Regions from separate parts of the Rattus norvegicus genome. Here region 1 is linked to region 2. The links are chromatin contacts, called in public Hi-C maps. All regions are on one chromosome and are shown on one strand. Each heading gives the region's core, a stretch centred on a gene start, on an enhancer-like site or on the middle of the called end of the contact. The rest is flanking DNA. Distances are from core to core; before and after follow the strand shown. Region 1 holds the start of Prr14l (proline rich 14-like). Region 2 holds the start of Ywhah (tyrosine 3-monooxygenase/tryptophan 5-monooxygenase activation protein, eta).

Region 1 (4,866 bases), core at 195-2,694, 160 kb after region 2:
GTTTTGAAAGCAAAAGCACTGTAAAACAGTAGAGGATTTGGGAATGGGTCAAAGGGCCTCCCATAGCATGATAAGCAAAAGTCCCCATGGTGGTGTATATAATCCCATTGCTGGAAGAGTTTGAGGCCAGTCTGAGTGAGAGATTGTTTTAAAAAAAAAAAAAAAAGAGCTGGGTGGTGGCAAACATTTCTAATCCCAGCACTTGGGAGGCAGGGGCAGGCAGATCTCTGAGGGTGAGACCAGCTTTGTCTACAGGGGGCTGGAGGTGGAGAGAGAGAGAGAGAGAGAGAGAGAGAGAGAGAGAGAGAGAGTTAGTTTTCCCTTTATCTAAATGGTTGATCCAGGAAGGTCAAGAGTTAGAGGTCAGCATGGCCCACATAGCAAGCTTCAGACTTGCCCAAGTTAAAAAGTGAGATCCTGTCTTAAGTCAAATCCTGTGTGGATAAGGCTGGCCTTAAATTCATAGAGAGTCTCCTGCCTCTGCTGGGGTTAAAGGAATGTGCAGACTAGCCTAGGCTTCCTTTGCAGATCCTAACCAGAGAAAAGGTAATTGCCAAGAGAAAAGCCTCCACCTTTTGCCAGACTAATGAACTTCAGGAAACTAGAGGTGTTTATTTCTAAATCATGTCTGTGTGATTTGGGGAAAGTTGATTATAGTCTATGGACATATATACCCCCCAACCCCTTTTCTAATCTCTCTCTCTCTCTCTCTCTCTCTCTCTCTCTCTCTCTGTTTCTCTGTGTGTCTGTCTCTCTGTGTCTCTGTCTGTCTCCTTTTGAGACAGGGTTTCTCAGTGTAGTCCTGGCTGTACAAGAACTTGTTCTGTAGACAAGGCTGGTCTTGAACTGAGAGATCCTCCCGCCTCTGCTTCCCAAGGGCTGAAATTAAGGCGTGCCCAGCTCCCTTCTAATTTCTTTCAGACACTTCCTTAGGTGCTATGAATATAGTCCTGAAGAAAAGAGATGGAAAGAAACGGCCACTAAAGAGATAAAATGCGGTACTTTCAATGCTAAAGAAGCAATGAAATAAAATCAAAGTGTAACCAACTACATTCCTGGGTTAACGTTTGGATTTAGTGGCCAGTGTGATAAGAAGCAGTAGGAGAATGGTGTGACCTAAACCTTTGACTGCAGTTATTAAAAAGCCCCACGATCTGCCAGGATGGAAGCAGAAGGCCCCTGGAGTGGCATCTGTCCACCTCAACAGAAATAGATAGGACCATAGTGCTGGTAACAGTTAGAGACAGGAACTGGGCCCAAGGGTACGTTTCTCTTTAAGAGTCAGCGCGGCGGGGGCGGGGCTGAGTGCGTCGGGAGCTAGCAGAGGGTGGAGGTACCAGCTGGGAAGAGCCGCCCTCCGGATTGCGCGCGCGCCGTGCGGGGGCGGGATCAAGGTCCGTCCGCATGGCTGGCTTTGGCCCCGGATGAGGAAGTGCGGAGGGGAGGGGGGGAGAGCACTGTAGGAGCGGTGGAGGCTGGAGCGCCCTCGGGCCTCGGCTCCAGAAGATCTGGTAGAGTTGGCGGCGGCGGGGACTGCGGGGACGGAGGCAGCCGAGGCCAAGGTGGCGGGATGAGCACGGTCCGAGGAGGAGGCCGCAGGGTAAGAGGCCTGGGCAGCCCCACGACGGCCTGGGGGTCCTCCGCCGGATGGTGCTGACTAAAGGGGGTCCGGGCCCCCATCCTTTCAGGGAGCCGAAGGGCACCGAAACAGCGTTGTAAGTGACAAACAACCACAGACATCCAGGAGATCAGGCTCCACGTCGCTGAGAGAAAACAGCTTCTCAGAGTCCTGGTTCCAGGGGAAGGAGGCTCCCATTCAACCTCCATCTGCAGGGGACCCCCAACTTCTCTCCTTGGAGAGGACGACGCCCCTAGTTGGTATACACCTCCGTCGGCTCTGGTCGATTTGTCAGAGAAGGGAGACCGGTTTATGGTGCTGAAGGGAATTCTTTATCCAAAGGAGCGTTTTAATGGGTAACCCCTAAACGACCCTCACTTTGGTCAGCGCCTTCCAAGTGAAGGAGAGTCTCAACTTTCCTAAAAGTGACAGAGGTATCTTTTCTGCAAGAAACAGATCTGTCTTCTTTATTTTTCACTTTCACCCCAAGATAGAGGGAGGCCCTGAATTTATGATATCGTAAGTTAGCTTTTCTCCCCTTCCCCCAACCGTGTCCACCAAGGGTGCTTTGCTTTTCGTGTTTTTATTAGGTCTTTTAGGATTCATTGAGCTGCTCCTCCTCTTCTGGAGTGTGATATTTCCAAGTTTGTATCTCCCACTTAACATCTTTATGACCTTGACTCATCCTCTGTCAGTTGCAGCCCATCTGTAACCTGGGTACTTTTTTTCTCTGAATTGTCATGAAGGCTCAAGGGAAGTTTTGTGGAAAATGTTTGGTGCACAGTGAACTTTTGGTCAATTGTTACTATTGATACGTTAAGAAAGAAAAGTCATGTCCTCCATCAGAAGCCAGTGTCTGCAGGAATCTATCCTTCATCACAAAAGTTCAAACCATTCTTTCCAACAGAAAGGCTTTTCCTAGTCTGGAGGTAAAGGACACGTCCTCTCATTTTGGATCCTACTGTACTCTACTCTCCAAGTTAACAACAGAGAGCCTTAGTGAAAATCAGGAAAAAAATTATTAATTTTTGGAAACAGATTAGCACTTTATTTAATCTATTTATTTTGATATGAGTGGTCTCTTTACAGTTCAGGCTCAAACTCAGTAGGTAGCCCAGGCTGGCCTCTAGCCCCTGACCCCTGATAATCTTGTCTTACCTTATAGGACACTACTAGTTCAGGCATGCACCACCATGTGCCACTTTTTGTTTTGTTTTGAGACAAGCTCTCATGTAGCCCAGGCTGGCCTCAAATTTGCTATGTAGCCAAGCCTCTGATCTTCCTGCATCCGTCTCTCCATTAAGAGTCTTTAAGAGGGAGGGAAAACTCAGTGCCAGAAGCCAGCCTTTCTTTGTGCACCAAATCTGTCTAGATCCCCTCTCCCTTCACTTGCTTTTGTTGGCAATTAAAAACAGCTTCCCTTTATCTACACATCCTCTCTAGCCTCCAGCTCTCCGAAGTAAAAGACTGCCCTTCTCCAGGATGTAAAGCACTGCAGATGGCTTCTTTTCCCTTCCCCTTGGATAAGCACATGAAAGTCTTTCATACATGGTGCCTTTTGTCAGCAGACATCAAGAGCATTTTCAGTTTAACCCTCTGTTGGAGGATGGGTTGCTTTTGCTGCATGTTAACAAAAAGGGAAAGGGAAACAGCCTTGATGCCTCAGAGATTCCGTGCAGAACTGGGTTCCTTAGGGGTAATGATGTTCTTCCTGGTCTCTCTTTCAGTTTGTGTTGAGATCTTGATGAGTGGTTTGTTGTTCTTTTGAGACAGGGTTTAGCTATGTAGCCCTAGCTGGCCTGACACTGTGTATCCCAGGGTGTCCTCCGCAGCCCTCTTGCCTCAGCCTCTCCCTGAGTGTTGGGATCACTGGTGTGAGCCACCACTCCTGGTTTAGGGAGATGTTATTAAAAGATTCTTCTTTTTCTGTCCCTCAAGAAGAGGCCTCTTCTCCAAATTCCCTCATGGAAGAATTGGCTACAGTGTCTGAATGTCCCTTATGGAGGGACTGGCTGCAGAATCTGAACCTTTGGAAAAGAAAGCCCTTTTCTCAAGGTGAAAGGAGTGCTGGGAACTTCTCAGGGCCTGATCATTCTTGTGAGTATCGTTCCTTGACACAAGCATGGCAGTGCCACTGTTGTTAACAGCGTCTGTACATTCCAGTTCAAGAGAAGGGGTTATTGGGGCATGGAGGTTTTCTATCTGCTTTCTTTGCCCCCCTTCCCCCCCTTTTTTTTGCTTTATTGCTGTCAAGTTTTACTTGGGGAATCATTGAATAATTAGACATGTTGGTGCTGTAAGATTTGGACGTGGTAAAAAACACTCTAAAGACAATGGAGTTGTGATGTTCCGCCTCTGCTGGCTTTTGTCATGTTTCTGAGTTCACACTTCCAATGACCTGAAGGCACGCTGAAGAAGAGCTTTGTGTCTCTTTTGTAATGTGCAGTATTCCTAAATTGCCTTAAATGTCCCTAAGCACCTACTGAAGTCATTACTGTAGGCCCTGTACCTCTGTTGACACCTGTCTGCAGTGTGTACAGCAACAAAAGGAAAGAGGGAGGTTGGTCTTTCCATCCTGGGCTTTTCATGGGATTATTTTAGCTTGGTCATTTCTCACGGAAAGAACAAGCCTGCGAAAGTTCATTTAAATGGAAGACATTTCCAGACCCTGCAGCTAGAGAGTGGAGTCAGAGTGGGGAGGGACATTGGCTTTTGCTCTGGACACAGAAAGATCGAACTACTCCCTACAGAGCTTTGCATTTGACACAGGTGAGAGGTCACCTGTTGGTCTCAGCTCAAAAATATTATCTCTTCCTCCTTCTTTTCTTCACCCTCCCTTTTTTTTTTTTTTAAAAAAAAAAATGTTTTGTTTTGAGACAGGGTCTCCCTGTATAGCCCGTTGTTGTACTGTGTGGCTCCAGCTGACTTAGAAATTTGTGTTTCCCTGGAATTGGCATGGTAGGCTTGTTTTATGGACGTCATCTTTGAGTAGAGTAATTTTACTTCATATTTTGTACAAATGTCACTCATTTTATAACATCTGAAATAAATCCATTCCCTAAAGAATATAATACTTACTTGTACACATTGGCCAGAGTAATTTAACATTGATTTTTAAAAATTGTATTTTTCGAGACAGGATTTCTCTTTGTAGCCGTGGTTGTTTTGGAACTTACTCTGTAGACCAAGCTAGCCTTGAAGTTACAGAGATCTACCTATCTCTCTGCCTCCTGAGTGCTGGGACACAC
Region 2 (5,000 bases), core at 1,783-4,282:
TTACCGGAAGTCTAATTTTTCCTGATATCCCACCGTCCTTCTACAGTAACATTTTTATCCTAATTAGTATGCTTACTTCAGAGTCCACATTAAACTCCAGCAACCTGGCTAGGCATGAGATCAGGAAGTTGAGCTTCTGTTTAGAAACGTCTGCTGACTTTTCATATTATGAGTGTTAACTCATCTGAAGGAACACCACTATTTCTAATGTACTGGGGAGGAGGTTGCTGGGGAATCGAAACTGGGGCCTTCAACATCCTGGGCCAACTGCTCTGCCACCAGAGCTCCAGCCCAGCCAAAATCCTCAAGGTTTACCACTTCTGTCCTCCAGGTGGCGCTGCTGGATCAACAAACACCATCATTACAGGCAACTTGATCAAACCATTTACATTAGGAAAAACCTTGACGATAAAAAAAAAAAAAAAAGACTTGTTGGTAACACAAGCATTCCTAATTTTATACTTCAGAGACCCTAAAGCTAGAGGAACTTTCAAGGTCAGAACAGTGGCCTCAGATCATTCCATCAAGCCAATGTCCTGTTCCTCTCTAGAACTGTATACTTACCTGCCTTCCAGTTGCCTGAAAGAAAGCCAGAGAGAAGCTAGGCATGGTGGTGCACACAAGTGACATTTGACAGGTAAAGGCAGGATCATCTGGAGTTCAAGGCCAACCCCAGCTATATAATGTTTGAGGCCAGCCTGGGATACACGAAACCCTATCTAAAAAGGGAAAAATTTTAAAAACAATATAAGTTTACTGGAATTCACTCTTCCCCAAAGTGTTAAGGTTTATTAATGGATGACTCATTAACATTTAAGAATTTCATCTACAAACTATACCAACAGGCAAAATGAGATAAAAGTACATCCCACTAATATAGGTGAGACAAACATGAATTCTGATAGAAAACACTCGTTTTTTTTTTTAATAGTTAATTTGAATTTGATGGGCTGACTATTAAATTCTCAGTGTTTGGTGTCTTTTCCAACCCATGAGTCATTTTAGATGTAGATTATAAATTTCAAACACAAAGGTCCATTAGCTTTTGCAAAATGTTACCTTAATGCCTCAGAGAGCATCTGTGGATACAAGCAGGAAATTGCAGAACATCCTCAAGGCCATTTACAAACCACCAGAGAGTCTTTTTTCTTTTTTTCCTGCTAGAACTGTTTTTTTCTTTCCTGTACTCTCTCTAGTCTTTCCTTACTTTCCACCTCAGGACAGCTGATCGCTCCAGATATCTGATGGTCGCTTTCCCTTTCCCTTCTATCTTCTTCATTTCCAGAGCGCCTTGCTAAACTGCAGCCTTCAAGTCTCACTCACACACTGACTGAGCAAAGGCCTCCTCACCTAGCTGTTCAGGGAGAGGCCTCAACTTGCATAATCCCAGAACCATTTAGTCGTGACTTGGTGTGTGGATAGAGGTGGCTTTCAGGTGCACCGTAGTAATGTCAGTCTTGTTTCCAAAACTGTATTTTAAATTTCCTTAAAGAACCCGCAATTTTTTCCCCAAACCTAGAATGTTCCTGGTATAAATTAATCTTATCTCACCAGAACAGCATACCATAATGCTGAAATCAGTATTACTAAGGAATCAACAGTCTGTGCTGTTGCTGGGTTCCAGAGACATTTTGCTGAACGTGTACCAGGGCACTGGAGGCAAGATAACTGCTCATGGTTCTTACCTGGGAAATTCTAAATGGTGGCCTCGATTTTCTATTCCATGTAGTATCAAAATAAATTTTCCAAATTGAATTTGTATGGAGTATCTGGGTTTAAAAAAAATCCTTTCAAAGACCAGCCCATAGGACATATGAGCTACAATCCAGGACAGTTAATACTTAAGTCAGCTAAAAACTGCCCAAGGACTGCTAAAATGCAGATTTTCTGAGTCTCAACCTCAAAAATAAATGTTCATGTATTTAGAAATCTAAGGTGGACGGACTCCCAAGGAAATTTTCTCCTTAGTCTTAGGAGCTTGTGGCCACAGTTGGAATTCTGCCACTGTGTGACCTTGACAAGAAATATTCTTTTAGAAAAAGTCCAGGAGGATGTGAAGAGTCCTCTATAGTGATGTGGTAACAGAACTGAAAAGTCTCAGATAGGCAGGTAGGTTCTAATCTAAAATATTCTCTAGGGTGTGGCTGGGCATGTCTCCTTTACCGGAAATCAAGCTGCAGAATCCATCTAAGAGGGTCTCAGGAATGCAAAAGCACCCAGGTTCGCTTCATTTCCATTTCATCTCCAGGAAGGCACGCGGCACTGACCGTTGGGATGTATGTAAGGACCCACACCCTCCTTCACGCCCATGACTGCTGGAAAGGGGTCTTCCCACACAAAGCCAGCCCCCGAGGTGTGGGAAATGGGAAAAAACCAACTTCAGACAAGCAAAGCAAACAGGTCGTAGCAGAGAAAACCAGGAGACCGGTCTCCACTCGCGGATGAGCCTTTATTACAAGTAGGTGAATGGTGGAAGGAAAGCGTGTTTCTCCCCAGGTCCGGCAGAAGGGTCTAGAAGCAGGAACGCTGACTTCCTCCTTTCCTCGGGTACCCCCTCCCCCACCGGGTCTCTGAGCTAGGACACGGCGACCCCGGCCCGCCAGCCTCCGAGAGGCCGCCCGGGGAGACCCCGCCCCGGCCAGGCCTCAGGAAATGGAGAGTGCGGCAGCCGCCGCGCCCAAAAGGTGGCGGTGCGTAGGGAGAGAGCCGCCGCCCAGGCCCGGGCCCGCCCCGCCCCGCAGCCCCCGGCCACCCGGTTCCCCGCACGCTCACCGCCTTCATGGCGGAGGCCATGTCGTCGTAGCGCTCCGCCTGCTCCGCCAGTCGCGCCCGCTGCAGCAGCTGCTCTCGGTCCCCCATGTCGCTCGCGACTCGGCCTCGCCTCGCACGCCCGCACCGCCTGCTCGCTCGCTCGCCCGCCCGTCCGCTTCCCGGTCGCCGCCGAGGCCGCCGCCGCGCACGCGCACTGGCTCGCCGGCTGGCGGGAGGCTGCTGGCTGCGCCGCCGCTCGCGCCTTCTCGCTAGCTGGCTGCACGCGCTGTGGCGAGCGCCGCGGAGCCGCGGAGAGAGGATAGGGGGCGCCGCGGGCGGGCGGGGAGGACACGACCACGCCTGCGCACTCGGAGCGGCCCGCGGAGAGCCTCCGGAGGGGGGGCGGGGCGGCCCAGCCCTAACGGTCTTTTTTAAGGTGACGTCATCTACTATAAATAGCAGCGACTAGGGCCGCGCTGGAGAGCTGCGCAGGCGCCTTAAGAGTGCTGCATTTTACCGCCGCAGCGTTGAAGGGTGGGGAGCGGCTGGGGCGCGGCGATGGTGGTTCCACTGGCAGGCGTTGTCGCAGCCCAGGCCAGGAAAGCGCCACAGAACCCATGTTAGAGCTTGAGAAGCAGATACCCGCACATAACCCTGTATGGAGAAGCAGAGGCGCCGGGGCTCGGGACTGAGGGGCCGCCTTGCTCTGGGTGGCCACACCCAGCGCTTCGGTCATCTCTGGCAGTGGCGTGGGGTGGATCCTGCCCTTTGGGACAGCCCCTCACAGACACACTAGAATCCACCATACTACAGAGTGGCGCTGCCATCCTTATAAGTGACCTTGGACCAGCTCTAGCTTGCACAGGAAGGGATAGGTAGCTTGACAGAGTCAGTAGCGTTCACGACATTGCTATGGGGAGCTGGCCCACTGTTGGGCATTGACCAGCACTAACCTATTTCATACAACCCACTCCAGAAGGGGCACAGCAGGCCCCCCATTCTTCAGAAGTGCAATCTATGACCCTGGGAAACCTTGGGAAACCAAAAGTTGCCAGCCAGTCGGGTCAACTTAGCCTGATTCAAATCTTTTTAGGGAATTAATGATTATAGGTCAGAGGCACAGTGCTGGCCTGGAATGACTGAGGGCCTGAGGCGGATCCTCATGGGAGAAGGAGCAAAACGTCCTAAGTGACAGGGCAAGGTCACATATCCTGTATGTGGAGGGACCAAAATCTGATTTCAATATCTTCTTGGACTTCTGTGGGATGGACTGGTCAAGCTGAGCCTCTACCGCTCCTATCATTCCATGCTAAGGGTCCCTGGGCTGGGCCTCAAACTAGAAAAACATCCTGGCATGGTGGAGCAGGCCTTTAATCCCAGTAGCCAAGAAACAAAGATACAGGCAGGCAGATCTCTGAGTTCTAGGCCAGTAGGGATACACAGAGAAATCCAGTCTGGAAATACCACACGCACATGCACGTGCACACACATACACACACAGCTGTTAGCCTGTCTGGAAACACACACACACACACACACACACACACGCATATACAGGGCTGTTACAAAGAAATCCTGTCTGGAAAAAAACAACACACACATACACATACACACACACACACACACACACACACACACACACACACACACACACACACGGCTGTTACACAAAGAAAGAGAAACCCTGTCTGGAAAAACCATGCACACACATAAGAAAAACCACGTCCACTGAAGCACAGAAGGGGCCTGAAGGTCACTGAGTGTGCACACTCATGTTGAAGACTCCTCAGGAGCCACATTTTTTTTTAAATATATACATAGAAAGTTTAAAACTTTTTTTTAAAAAATTACATACACTTGGGTGGGAGGCAGGGATAAGGGGTGTGAGGGATGTGTGTGCAGAGGTCAGAGGATGACTTGTAGAAAGAAGTCAGTTATCTACCCTGTGAGTTGTCCTCTGGCTTAACTGCAAGGGCCTTTACTCACTGGCCCCTCGTTTTCATGTGGTTTTGTTTCCTACAGATCTCTCACTTGGCCTGGAACTCACCAATTAGGCTAAGCTGGCTGGGCTTAGAGCCCCAGGAATTCACCAGCCTCTGAATCCCCTTCATGGAAGTTCAAGCTCCACCACGCCTGGCTTCTTAGCTCTGGGTGGTAGGGATCAAACTGAGGCTTGTGCAGAAGGCACTGTCCCTACAGGGAGCTGTGCCTCAGGCTCACCGAGATCTTTACTGAGCACTTGATACATG

What was found. Hi-C and Micro-C count contacts between places; a contact is called where the count stands out from the background.
Region 1: a Hi-C map of frontal cortex shows a contact between it and region 2, with 1.7 times the contacts expected there. The contact joins the promoter of Prr14l here to the promoter of Ywhah in region 2. A contact is called at or near these places in 1 of 12 Hi-C or Micro-C datasets (frontal cortex) and 1 of 1 datasets of contacts at active chromatin or transcription factors (oligodendrocytes).

The regions. Positions count from the first base shown.
Region 1 is chr14:82,092,916-82,097,781 of GRCr8, forward strand. It overlaps Prr14l (proline rich 14-like), which reads left to right and starts at 1,445. Exons shown (of 10, transcript XM_223586.10): 1 at 1,445-1,600.
Region 2 is chr14:81,927,170-81,932,169 of GRCr8, forward strand. Ywhah (tyrosine 3-monooxygenase/tryptophan 5-monooxygenase activation protein, eta) reads right to left here and starts at 3,033. Exons shown (of 2, transcript NM_013052.2): 1 at 2,773-3,033. The coding sequence starts at 2,859.